Regions from separate parts of the Sus scrofa genome. Here regions 2 and 3 are each linked to region 1. Evidence: chromatin contacts called from public Hi-C data. All regions are on one chromosome and are shown on one strand. The core of a region is the stretch at or near the end of the contact, and the rest is flanking DNA. Distances in the headings are between cores, read along the strand shown.

The links. A called contact is a pair of places that touch in the nucleus more often than the background predicts.
Region 2: a contact with region 1 is called in a Hi-C map of epiblast stem cells, with 2.3 times the contacts expected there. The contact joins the promoter of PIGT here to the promoter of DBNDD2 in region 1. A contact is called at or near these places in 2 of 5 promoter capture datasets (liver and skeletal muscle), 14 of 47 Hi-C or Micro-C datasets (alveolar macrophages, blood, embryonic fibroblasts and 9 more) and 2 of 2 datasets of contacts at active chromatin or transcription factors (alveolar macrophages and skeletal muscle).
Region 3: a Hi-C map of epiblast stem cells shows a contact between it and region 1, with 2.0 times the contacts expected there. The contact joins the promoter of RBPJL here to the promoter of DBNDD2 in region 1. A contact is called at or near these places in 2 of 5 promoter capture datasets (fetal liver and liver), 16 of 47 Hi-C or Micro-C datasets (alveolar macrophages, embryonic fibroblasts, epiblast stem cells and 9 more) and 2 of 2 datasets of contacts at active chromatin or transcription factors (alveolar macrophages and skeletal muscle).

The regions. Positions count from the first base shown.
Region 1 is chr17:47,684,179-47,687,898 of Sscrofa11.1, reverse strand. DBNDD2 (dysbindin (dystrobrevin binding protein 1) domain containing 2) reads right to left here and starts at 1,679. Exons shown (of 6, transcript NM_001243672.1): 1 at 1,515-1,679; 2 at 1,052-1,296. It overlaps SYS1 (protein SYS1 homolog), which reads right to left and starts at 1,715. Exons shown (of 4, transcript XM_005672967.3): 1 at 1,515-1,715; 2 at 1,052-1,296. The coding sequence starts at 1,213.
Region 2 is chr17:47,733,354-47,736,791 of Sscrofa11.1, reverse strand. PIGT (GPI transamidase component PIG-T) reads right to left here and starts at 1,453. Exons shown (of 12, transcript XM_003360013.5): 1 at 1,226-1,453; 2 at 500-677. The coding sequence starts at 1,412.
Region 3 is chr17:47,630,050-47,633,952 of Sscrofa11.1, reverse strand. It overlaps RBPJL (recombining binding protein suppressor of hairless-like protein), which reads right to left and starts at 2,521. Exons shown (of 10, transcript XM_021077696.1): 1 at 2,286-2,521; 2 at 280-350; 3 at 1-110. The coding sequence starts at 2,521. It overlaps MATN4 (matrilin-4), which reads left to right and starts at 2,758. Exons shown (of 11, transcript XM_021077596.1): 1 at 2,758-3,786. The coding sequence starts at 3,408.

The sequences.
Region 1 (3,720 bases), core at 430-2,929:
CTGCCTCTCAGAAGCAAACACCCTTCAGCTTACATGTTATTTATTTATTTTAATGATTTTTATTTTTTAATTATAGTTGTTTTTTTTTCTTTTTTTAAAAAAATTTTAATGATTTTTATTTCAGCTTATATTTTATAAACCACTTTTTTTTCTTTTTGGTTTTTAGTGCTGCACTTGCAGCATATGGAAATTCCCAGGCTAGGGGTAGAATGGGAGCTGCAGCTGCCGGCCTGCACCACAGCTACAGCAACAGCAACACAGGATCCCAGCCACATCTGTAACCTACACCACAGCTCACGGCAATGCCGGATCCTTAGTCCACTGAGCAAGGCCAGGGATCAAACCTGCATCCTCGTAGATACTAGCTGGGTTCGTAACCCACAACGGGAACTCCCTAAAGCACCCTCTGGGCCTCAAAACATTTTGTTGAGGATTACTGTAGTCCAAAGAGGAAATAAGTTTAGAAAGGTGAAATAACTTGCCCAAGTCCCACAGTTAGAATGCTGGGGTCTAGACTGGACCCTAAGCTTTTCTGAATCCAAAGTACAGGCTCTCTGCAGTCTGCCACCTTTCTGATACTGATTTTATGATTTTGCAGACAGGAAAACTGAAGTTCAGAGAGGTGAGGATACTTTCCCAAGGTCACATGGCTAATACATGGGAGTTAAACAGAGTCCTGACTCCAAAGCCCAGGTAGTTCCCACTCTACCTCCGTGAATGATCTTTTATCCATTCCTCCCTCCCCAGTTTGATACCTGGAAATCTAGGGCTCAGAGAAGTGAAGTCACTTTCTCAGTGTCAGCAAGGAGATGTATCAGACTGCCTGGAACGCAGGTCTGTTTATTCTAACACCCAGGGCCTTTCCTTTGTACCAGTCTGCCTTCCCGTTATGAGTCATTCCATTTTACGGATGGGGCAGCCGAGGTTCGGAAAGTGATATCCCTTTCCCAGAGCCACAAAGTGAGAAGGTAGCCCAGTGAGGTCTACAGCCATTAGTGACAGACCACCTCGTGAAGCCGAGACCCCGCCCGCGTCGGCCCAGGGACCCTACCTCGGCGTCGAACATCTGGTCCAGCGAGGGGCTGCTGCGCACCAGCCCGTCCACCAGCGCCAGCCACAGGCCTAGCGAGCCGTAATAGACAGTCTGCATGAGGACGATCTGTGACAGGATCAGCAACGGGTCCCACACGTAGCTGCGGAACTGGCCCGCCATGCCGGCTCGCGGGGCACTGCTGCCGCCCGGGCCTGGGTCAGCGCCGCCGCCGCCGCGCCATGGGCCCCGGGCAGCCCCGGCACCTGCGAGGACACACACACGCCGGGCCTCAGCCAGCCGGCCGTCACCATGGCAACATCGCCCCGCCCAGGAGGAGGGGCTGGGACGGAGGGGGCGAGCCCATTCCCGGAATGGGGGGGAGGGCAGGACGGACAGACCCATTACCGAACTGAGGGGAAGTCCTGCCCGTTACGGCTGCTCGAGCCCCGCCCGTCCTCGAGCTTCTCTGAAGTTCACTCACCAGTGTCGGACTCGAGAATCAAAGCGTCCGAGTGCGGCCCAGTCTCACCGGCTGGCCCCCGAAGCAGTGCTGACAGGCAGAACCATGGAGAAGAGTCCCTACAGGCCTAGAGAGGCAAAGCTCCAGCGGCGGCCGAGGCAGCAGCGGATACGTAGGAAGGAAGCGTTTCCGGGAACAGCGTAGGGGGCGGGGCTGAGATTGCGCAGGCGTAGGGGTGCAGTCTTCGGCGGAGCCCCCTAAAGCAGGGGTGGGGGCGGGTTTTAGGGCGGCCCCGAACCGAAGTATGCACATGCGCACAATAAAGAATGAAGGCGAACGGAAGTGAGGCGTGAGCGCGGTGGAGCTTGCGTGCCCTCTAGAGGGGGATCTTGGGGAAAGTAGGGTAGCTGGGGTGGAAGATAGAGGGGTGGCCGTGGGCGAGGGAAAGTCTGGGAATTAAGGGATTGATTACGTCGACTCTGTTTTCAACCTAGATTCCCAGCGTTTTCTTTCGCCTAAAGTCCGGGGTGACTTAAAATGAACCTGCCAGCAATTCCACACATGATTTCGCCCCTGTTTCCTTAGATAAAACTAAGGGTCAGAGAAGGAAAGCAACATACTGTCTCAAAGACAGTGGCAATCAAAATTAGAATTCAGCTGTGCCCAACACCACAGCATTGATTTCGGGCCTATAGAGTGGTTAGGAAGATTTGGACACTTTCAAATGAAACAGCTCTGCTCTCAGACAAACTCACTGTGTTAGAAGGCAAAGTACTGGGTGTTTTATAATGTATCCATTTATATTTATATATCCATATGTATTTATTAAGGGGGAGGAAGCAGAGGTTCTGAATTCATACCTAGAAGCATATCCACATTCTGCCTGCCACCCTGACTGTGAGCATGTCTTGCTCACCATGACTTCTCTTCTGAGTCTAAATAGTGTGGACAGTCAGTAAATATTTGCTGAATGAGTCAAGAATAGAGAAAGGGCAACAGCAAATTGATGAATCATTTCATTCCTGCCTCAGCGGACCAAAACCCCTCAATTTCATTGATCCTAGGTTTTCCTTTTCCGGAATGGAAAGAAGGGAAGTAACTGGTTCCAGGAAAAAAAAAAATCCAGGTTTTAGAGCCTGCTGTACTAGTTGTGTGACTAGTACACTTCCTTCTTTAAACCTCAGCTTCCCTGTTTCTGAAACGTAAAGTTAGACAAGATTAATGTTTTACATCATTTAATCTACTCTCCTTTAATTACTTCCCAGTTAAAACAACTTTATCAAAGACCCATGTCACTTGCACATCAGAATTTCTGAACAGCATGTGATAAGCATGATAGCACCTTGAGCTGATACAATTTCAGACAAAAGTAAAGAACCTTGATACTCTATCAAGAGTAAGTCAGGATTCCCATCATGGCTCAGCAGTGACAAATCCGACTACTAGCCATGAGGACACAAGCTTGGTCCTTGGCCTTGCTGAATGGGTTAAGGAGCCAGGGGCATTGCCACAAGCTGAGGCGTAGGTCACAGACATGGCTCTGATCTGGCGTTGCTGTGGCTGTGGTGTAGGCCAGCAGCTACAGGTCCAGTTTGACTCCCAGCCTGGGAACTTCCATATGCCGCAGGTGCGGCCCTTAAAAAAAAAAAAAAAAGAGGATGTGATTTCGCTTATTATTTGGAAATGTTGTAAACAGTTCCCTTGGACTCCAGTTTGCAAGTCATTAAAGCCCAAAGACATGAGGTGCTTTCCAGCTCAACTGTTCTTTTAGGCCCCTCAGTTGAGCTCAGCAAATCTCTCTGGTTCATGGATGACTCAGATGATTTAATGTTTCTGCGAAAATATCATGTTTGTTAAGTATCTACATGATCTTATTTATTTCTCACAATCCGGGAAGGTAGATATTCCCTACTTTTTTTTTTTTTTTTTTTTTTTTTTTTTTGTCTTTTTATCTTTTTGCCTTTTCTAGGGCCGCTCCTGACGCACATGGAGGTTCCCAGGCTAGGGGTCTAATCGGAGCTATAGCCACTGGCTTACGCCAGAGCCACAGCAAAGCGGGAACCAAGCCGTGCCTGCGACCTACACCACAGCTCACGGCAATGCCGGATCCTTAACCCACTGAGCAAGGGCGGGGATTGAATCCACAACCTCGTGGTTCCTAGTTGGATTTGTTAACTACTGCGCCACGACGGGAACTCTGATATTCCCTACTTTAAAGGTGAGGAGG
Region 2 (3,438 bases), core at 204-2,703, 49 kb before region 1:
CCCATTGTGGCTCAGCCGTAAGGAACATAACTAGTATCCATGAGGATGCAGGTTCTATTCCTGGCCTCGCTCAGTGGGTTAAAGATCCAGTGTTGCCATGAGCTGCAGTGTAGGTCACAGATGCAACTCAGATCTGGCATTGCTGTGGCTCTGGCATCGGCGGGCAGCTGCAGCTCCGATTTGACCCCTAGCCTGAGAACTTCCATATGCCATGATGCGGCCCTAAAAAAAGGATCAAAAAAAGAGGGGGGGGGTACCGAATCTGCCAGAGCTTTCTATTGCCTCTATAGATATATGCACATGCTACCTTGGGTCTGGAAGTACTGGGGAAAAAGGTATATTCAGCCTAGGCAAGAATGCCCCCAAGTCAGAATATTTCTTGCATCCAACGCCAGATTTACCCCCATGGAATTGCTGCCAAGGGCAGTGGTAGGATGACAACACCTGCCCAGCCACATTCCCACCAAGGCCTGCCGCAGGCCTCAAGGTGAGCACTCACTCAGTGACAGTGTCTTGGAACCAGACCCAGAGCTCTGCACCTGACGGGGCCTGAATGAAGGGTGTCCCCCAATATCGAGTCCTCCAGAAGCCTTGGGTTAATGACAGGTGCAGCTCCCGCAGAGAATACTTGGAGATCAACTGCCCCAGGGCTTTGGGGAAGAGCCTATAATGAGACACTGGAGAAAAGGGAGCAGGTGAGTGATGATGATCCTGGAGGGAGGGTTCTCAGACACTCCAGAGAAACAATACACCCCAGCTCTGGGTTCAGAGGAATCTAAACTCCAGACCAGATTCAGTCACCTACTAGCAATGTCATCTTGGAAAGGTGCCTTTACCTCTCTATGCCTCCAATCTCTTTTTCATAACCGTTCACAGAACTTAGCACTGCGCCGAGCACCCAGGATAAATGGTCACCTCAAATTGTACCATCATCAGTGTTGCAACAGAGGGTTCTAACTAAAGGTTTAGAGTGGCAGCCTGGAGCTGCGGAAAGAGCACTGGACTAGAACTCAGGAGGAGTCACTCCCCCTCTCCAGGCCTCAATTTCTTCATCGGTACGATGGGATTGTTCAACAACTATTCTATCCTTCCGCGAGGACCCTGTTTGTCCGGCCCCACGACCAGGGGCCAGAATCTCATCCAGGAATCAGTCCCCGCCCCTAGGCTAGCCTCCGCCCCACTCCCAGCAGGTGTCACAGTACCTTTCTCCCATCAGCCTCCTCACCTTCTTCCCGCTGCAGATCCAAATCCCAGCGCGTGCGGAACTGGAATGTGGCGGCTACGTCCCCAGAAGGCAGCGGGGTGATGACAAGCTCCTCCCGCAGGCTATCGCGTGGGGATTCTGCCTGGCTCCAGCTGCCAGGCCCCAGGAGCAGCAGCACCGACAGAAAAAGCGGCACCGCCGCCGCCATGCCTGCGGCTGCTTCCGCCTCCCAGTAGTCCCGCCCCCTTGGATGGCCGGCCTCCAATAGGAAGAGCGTAGGAGAAGTGACTTCCGGTGCCATCCTGAAAGCGGGGGTCCGGCTACCAGAGCAAACGGCCTAGATGAGCCCCTTCAGGACTGGTGCGGGTAAAAGGATGCTGAGCCGGCACGATGGGTGGTGGGCACGTGAGGTGGCTCGGGCCTGGACTGAGGACCCCCTTCCCCGCGAGAAAGTGCTTAATAATATCGAGCGTCGCTGCAGCCATTGTCCCTCCGCTATAGTTGAAGAAACAGACTGGGTTCGATCCCTGGCCTCGCTCAGTGGGTTAAGGAACTGACCTTGCCGTGAGTTGTGGTGTAGGTCGCAGACGCGGCTCGCATCCCGCCTTGCTGTGGCTGTAGGCCAGTGGCTACAGCTCCCATTGTACCCCTAGCCTGGGAACCTCCATATGCCGTTGGTGCGGCCCTAAAAAGACAAAAAAAAAAAGAAAGAAAGAAAGAAAAGAATAAAGAAACTGATGAAAATGATTACTTTTGCGAGGTCGTACGGCCAGGCTCCTGCCTCCCTTAATTTCTTGTCTCTATTTGCTGGGCCTAGCCAGCTCTTCTGGTGCAGAACTTTTGCACAAAACTCTGAAATAATTCACCCTTTTATTATGAAAAATTTCAAACATACAACAAAGTTGAAAGGCTTAACACCTGTTTACTCATCACCCAGATTCCACAATTAACATGTTACTATGCTTGCTTTATCACAGTCTATAACTTCCTCAATTCATCTTAAGTTTTGATGCATTTCAAAGAAATTTCAGACATAAGGACACTTGCCCTTATATAGTTCAGCATCCATACCATTAACTAGAGTTCAATACTTGCTTACATTTTTCTTTTGATGTAAAACTTACAAACATGAATGCACAACTCTGGAGTGCACATTCACTGAGTCCAACAAATAGATATACATGTGTAACTGCTGTTATGTGTCTGTAAACCCCCTGAAATTTGGCTAATGTTCCTTGCCAGTCAATCCCTGGGCACGCCACCTTCCAGAGGCAACCACTGTTCTGACTCTTCTCCACAAAATGGATTAATCTGTTCTAGAGCTTCATATAAATGAAATCATCATTTGTTATGTATACTTTTTTGTAAAAGGCTTGCTTCAGGGGAAGAATGTTTTGGTGAGTCGTTCATCTTCTTGCATGTATGAGTGGTTTGTTTCTTTTCATTGCTGTGTAGTATTACTTTCTGAATATACTGTCATTTACCTGCTCTCCTGTCTGGGTACACCTGAGCCCTTTCAAGTTTTCTGTTCTTATGAGGTAGGCTGCTATGTAAGTTACTTTGCAGACATATGCTTATCATTTCCTTTGGGTACATAGTTAGGAGTGGACAAAGAGAGGATATATGTTTAATTTTATAAGAAACTTCTAGATCTTTCTCCAAAATGCATCATTTCGTAGTTGTACCAACAATGTTCCCATAGTTCCACATCCTGATCAACATTTGTTTTGTTTTGTTTGTCTTTTTAGAGCTGCACCAGCAGCAAATGGAAGTTCCCCGGCTAGGGGTCAAATCAGATCTGTAGCTGCAGCCCTACACCACAACCACAGCAACACCAGATCCAAGCCATGTCTTCAACCTACACTGCAGCTCATGGCAATGCCAGATCCTTAACCCACTGAGCAAGGCCAGGGATTGAACCTGTGTCCTCATGGATACTAGTCAGGTTTGTTATTGATGAGCCACAGTTGCTTTTAATTTGGGAGAGTTTTGAGTTTTTGGGTTTTTTTTGTCTTTTTGCCTTTTTTCTAGGGCCGCTCCCGCGGCATATGGAGGTTCCCAGGCTAGGGGTCTAATCGGAGCCGTAGCCACCGGCCTATGCCAGAGCCGCAGCAACGCGGGATCCGAGCCAAGTCTATGACCTACACCACAGCTCACGGCAACGCCGGATCCCCAACCCACTAAGCAAGGCCAGGGATCAAACCCGCAACCTCATGGTTCCTAGTCGGATTTGT
Region 3 (3,903 bases), core at 1,272-3,771, 55 kb after region 1:
GTCCGGCTGCTCTTCAAAATTCAACTTCTGCGTCTCTGCGGCGCTGCCGGACGCGCCGTCCAGTCCCATGTAGCCACACACCATGGGCCCGGTCTCCCCTGCCTGGTGGGCTGGAAAGGGACGCGAGCGGGCTCTAGACCGAATCAGGTGCCAGGCAAATTTGGTTCTCGCCACCAGGGGGCGCGGCGAGACTGTGACAACGAACCTTCCCGCTCCCGGGCCCTACTGAGAGGTCCCGGAGCAGAGGGAGGCGCCTGGCAGCCCTGGGTCCGCCCTCACCTTGTCCCTGCAGTGGTTTCACCCTCCATCCGGGACCTGCAAGGTAGACACAGGGCGGGGGGCAGAAGAACCTGCGGAGACATGTAAGCTCAGGACTCGTAAATGGATCTCCACTTGACTGTCCTGTTGATATCTCAAAGGTAGAAAACACCCGACAGAATCTTTGATTCCCCTCCACATTTCTCACCGCCCCCCCTTCTCTGTGACAGTGAACTTCATTAACACCTCAATCTTTTTTTTTTTTTTTTCTTATTCCTCATTCAATCCATCAGTTAAGCCCATCACCCTCTTTGAGAGGGTGAATCCACTGGCTTCTTAACACCTATACCTCAGTCCCAACTGCCATCCGTTTTTGCCTGGACCACAGCATCAGCCTTCCAACTAATGTCTCAGCTTCCATTCCTACCTCCTTCAACATGTTTTTCACACAGCTGCCAGAATGTTCTTTTTTTTTTAACTTTAAAAAATTTTTTTATTTTATTTTATTTGCTTTTTAGGGCTGCACCTGCGTGGCATATTGGAAGTTCTCAGGCTAGGGGTCGAGTCAGAGATACAGCTGCTGGCCTACACCACAGCTTGCAGCAACGCTGGATCCTTAACCCACTGAGTGAGGCCAGGGATCGAACCCATATCCTCATGGATCCTAGTCAGGTTCTTTACCGCTGAGCCACGAAGGCAACTCCCAGAATGTTCTTACAAAAAATATATATTTTTAAAGAGCATATTACTCAAGAGTTCCCTGGTGGCCTCGCCATTAAGGACTCTGCATTGTCATCGCTGTGGCTCAAGCAACTTCCAAATGCTGTGGGTGCAGCCAAAAAAAAAAAAAAAAAAAAAAAAAGAGTATGTTACTCATCTTCTTAAAATCTTCCAGTGATTTTTTTTTTTCTTCTTTTCCTTTTTTTCTTTTGGCATGTCGACGTTCCTGAGCCAGGGATCGAACCCACGCTGCAGCAGTGACAATGCAGGGTCCTCAATGGCTAGGCCACCAGGTTTAAACTCAAAGCCCTCACATGATCTGGCCCCTGCTTACCTCTCCAATTTTATTTCCTAAAGGTCCCCCCTCTGTCTCTAATTCCAGCAACTTTGACTTCTTTTATAGCTTGTACAGGCCAAGTGTGAAGTGTGAAGATCATCGCATTTCCTGTCCCTTCTAAGTGGAATACATTTCCCCTAGATTGTCTTTCTTTTTTTTAAGCTTATATTTATATTTACCTCGGCACATGGAGGTTCCCAGGCTAGGGGTCGAATCAGAGCTGTAGCCGCAGGCCTACGCCAGAGCCACAGCAACGTGGCATCTGAGCCACATCTGCAGCCTACACCACAGTTCAGGGCAATGCCGGATCCTTAACCCACTGAGCAATGCCAGGGATGGAACCCGCAAACCTCATGGTTCCTAGTCGGATTCGTTAACCACTGTGCCACGATGGAAACTCCCATTTCCCCTAGATTTTCTCATGTCTGGCTCCATTTTCCCCTTCAAGTCTCAATTCAGAAGTCACCTCTTTAAAAGGCTTACCACCTTGTCCTTGCCAGCTAAAGTACCCCTGCTCCTCAGTTTCTATCGCATCCCTCTGTTCTGCTTCCCTTTTAGCTTTCATCGCAATCTGGAAGCGTCTCGTTCACTGATTTGTGAAGACTTTATTTGCCTGTCTCTTTCACACTAGAGTGAAGATGTCACGAGGGCAGGGACTGTATCTGTCTCATTCAGCTGTATGCCTGATGCTCAGCAGTGCCAGAGAGCCTGGCACATGAGGGGCACTCAGTAGATAGCTGTGGAAAGAAAGAATGAGTGAATGGGTGAATGAGTGAATGAATTGGAAATTCACAGGGAGGTTCTGCTACGAACCGACATCAGAGCCAATGGCGGCTGAAGGAAAAGACCCCTGATTGGCCAACGGCTGAGCCCTGAGTCCTCTCCAGGTTCTAAGACGCCAAACACGGAGGGGCCCATAGGGATGAAGGTCGGGTCGCAGGGACTTTGGAGGGGCCACTGAGGGACCTACCGCTTCTCATTTCCGTAGGACTTCTGGGCCACCTTGGCGTGCAGGATCCGCACCGTCTGTTCGCACTGCTGCTGCAGGCACCAGCGCACGCCTTCCCGCAGGAGGGCGGCGGGCTCTGGGGATGACCTGGGAGTGGGGGCGGGCAGGCGCCAGCAGCAGGGAACATCGAGGCGCCAGGCGACAGAGAGCCGGAAGGGGGTAAGGTTGAATGAAATGGATCGGAGGAAGGCACCGTTTTAGTTCTACCCCCTCGGGGTCAAAGAGAATAAGCATTGGGCAAGGGAGGGGACTTGGGCGCAAGCTGTGGGCTAAATATTTGGGTTGCGTGGTGCTCAGGGAAGCCTGCATGGAGCCCACCGGGACCACCCAGGCGCCACTCCGCAGGTCTGGCTTGGCGCCCACTGCCGCCTGGAGCTTTGGGGAGAGGCCCCGGTGGCACAAAGGCCCTGCTTGTGCCGGGCTTGGGATGAAGAAAGAGTTTCTGAGGGCGCATGGCTTGCCTGCACCCTGAGGAGACCCACCCCAGCGCAGTCTTGATGGGGGTGGGGAAGAGCTTTTGCTGGACCCCTGGACCAGAGTGCTTTCTTGGCTGCCCGCAGATGCCTGAAAACGTGGGTGGGCCCCCAACCGTGTCCCCGGGATCCTGGGGGAATATTGGAGTCTTTTCTGGGTTAAAGCAACACTCCTAAATCCTTTCTCCCAAGAGGGGGCCTATTGCTGTCCTAGCTTCCTTTCCCCAGATTACAGGGCCTCCATCGGCCCCGTGGAGTGGGCCATGGGCCAGTCAGAGCCTCTAGGTCTAGTGGCTTCTCGACCTGGGAGTTTTGATGGGTGAGGGTGGGTGGGCCTAAGACCTAAGTAATTGCCGAGAACGTGGAACAGCGTTCGTGATGGCAGAATTTGAGGGACCACCAGGAAGGGCCTGGGCAGAGCCACAAACCCTGAAGCTGCCCTTCTGAACTCTTTACCCTCTTCGCAGGACCAGAGTCCCCGACCTCCCCCCACCCCTGGTGGGGGCGAAGGGGGTGGGGGAGGCTAGAGCGGGACCGCGCCCTCGGAAGCGGGGCCAGGCAGCCGGCTGAGCCAGGCCCCGCTCCGCCCCTTGGGGCTCTCCCCAGGGTAATGCCTCGGAGGCTTCCAACGCATTCCGGCAGCGCAGAGCGCAGCCGCCCAGCCTCCCGCTGTAGCCCAATTCCCGCCCCGCAGTTCGCTTCTGCGGCTCCAGGGGTAGCGGGAGCGGGGGGCGCCGCGCTGGCCCCGCCCCAGCCCCCGGAGGAAGGGGGATCGCTCCCTGCCAGTGGGAGGGGTCGCGGGCCGCGCTCCTTCTCCCCACCCGCCAGCCCCCGGGTTAAATGCGGCCGCCGCCTCCGCTCGCTCCAGCTGCCTGGCGGTCCCCACCTCCGGCAAGCCGCCCGCGCCGTTACCTGGTCCAACTGCCCCGGAGGCTCCGCCCGTCGGCTCCGCTCTGCGGCCGCGCCTCGGAGCTGTCCGGCAGGCTCAGGTGAGTCAAAGGGCCTGGGGGCCCTGAAGGGTCTGCGGGGAGCAGGCATCAAGCCAGACCTGGCGATGGTTTGTGACCGCGTGCCCCCGTCTGACCTGCAGTGCCCTTCGCCAGCTC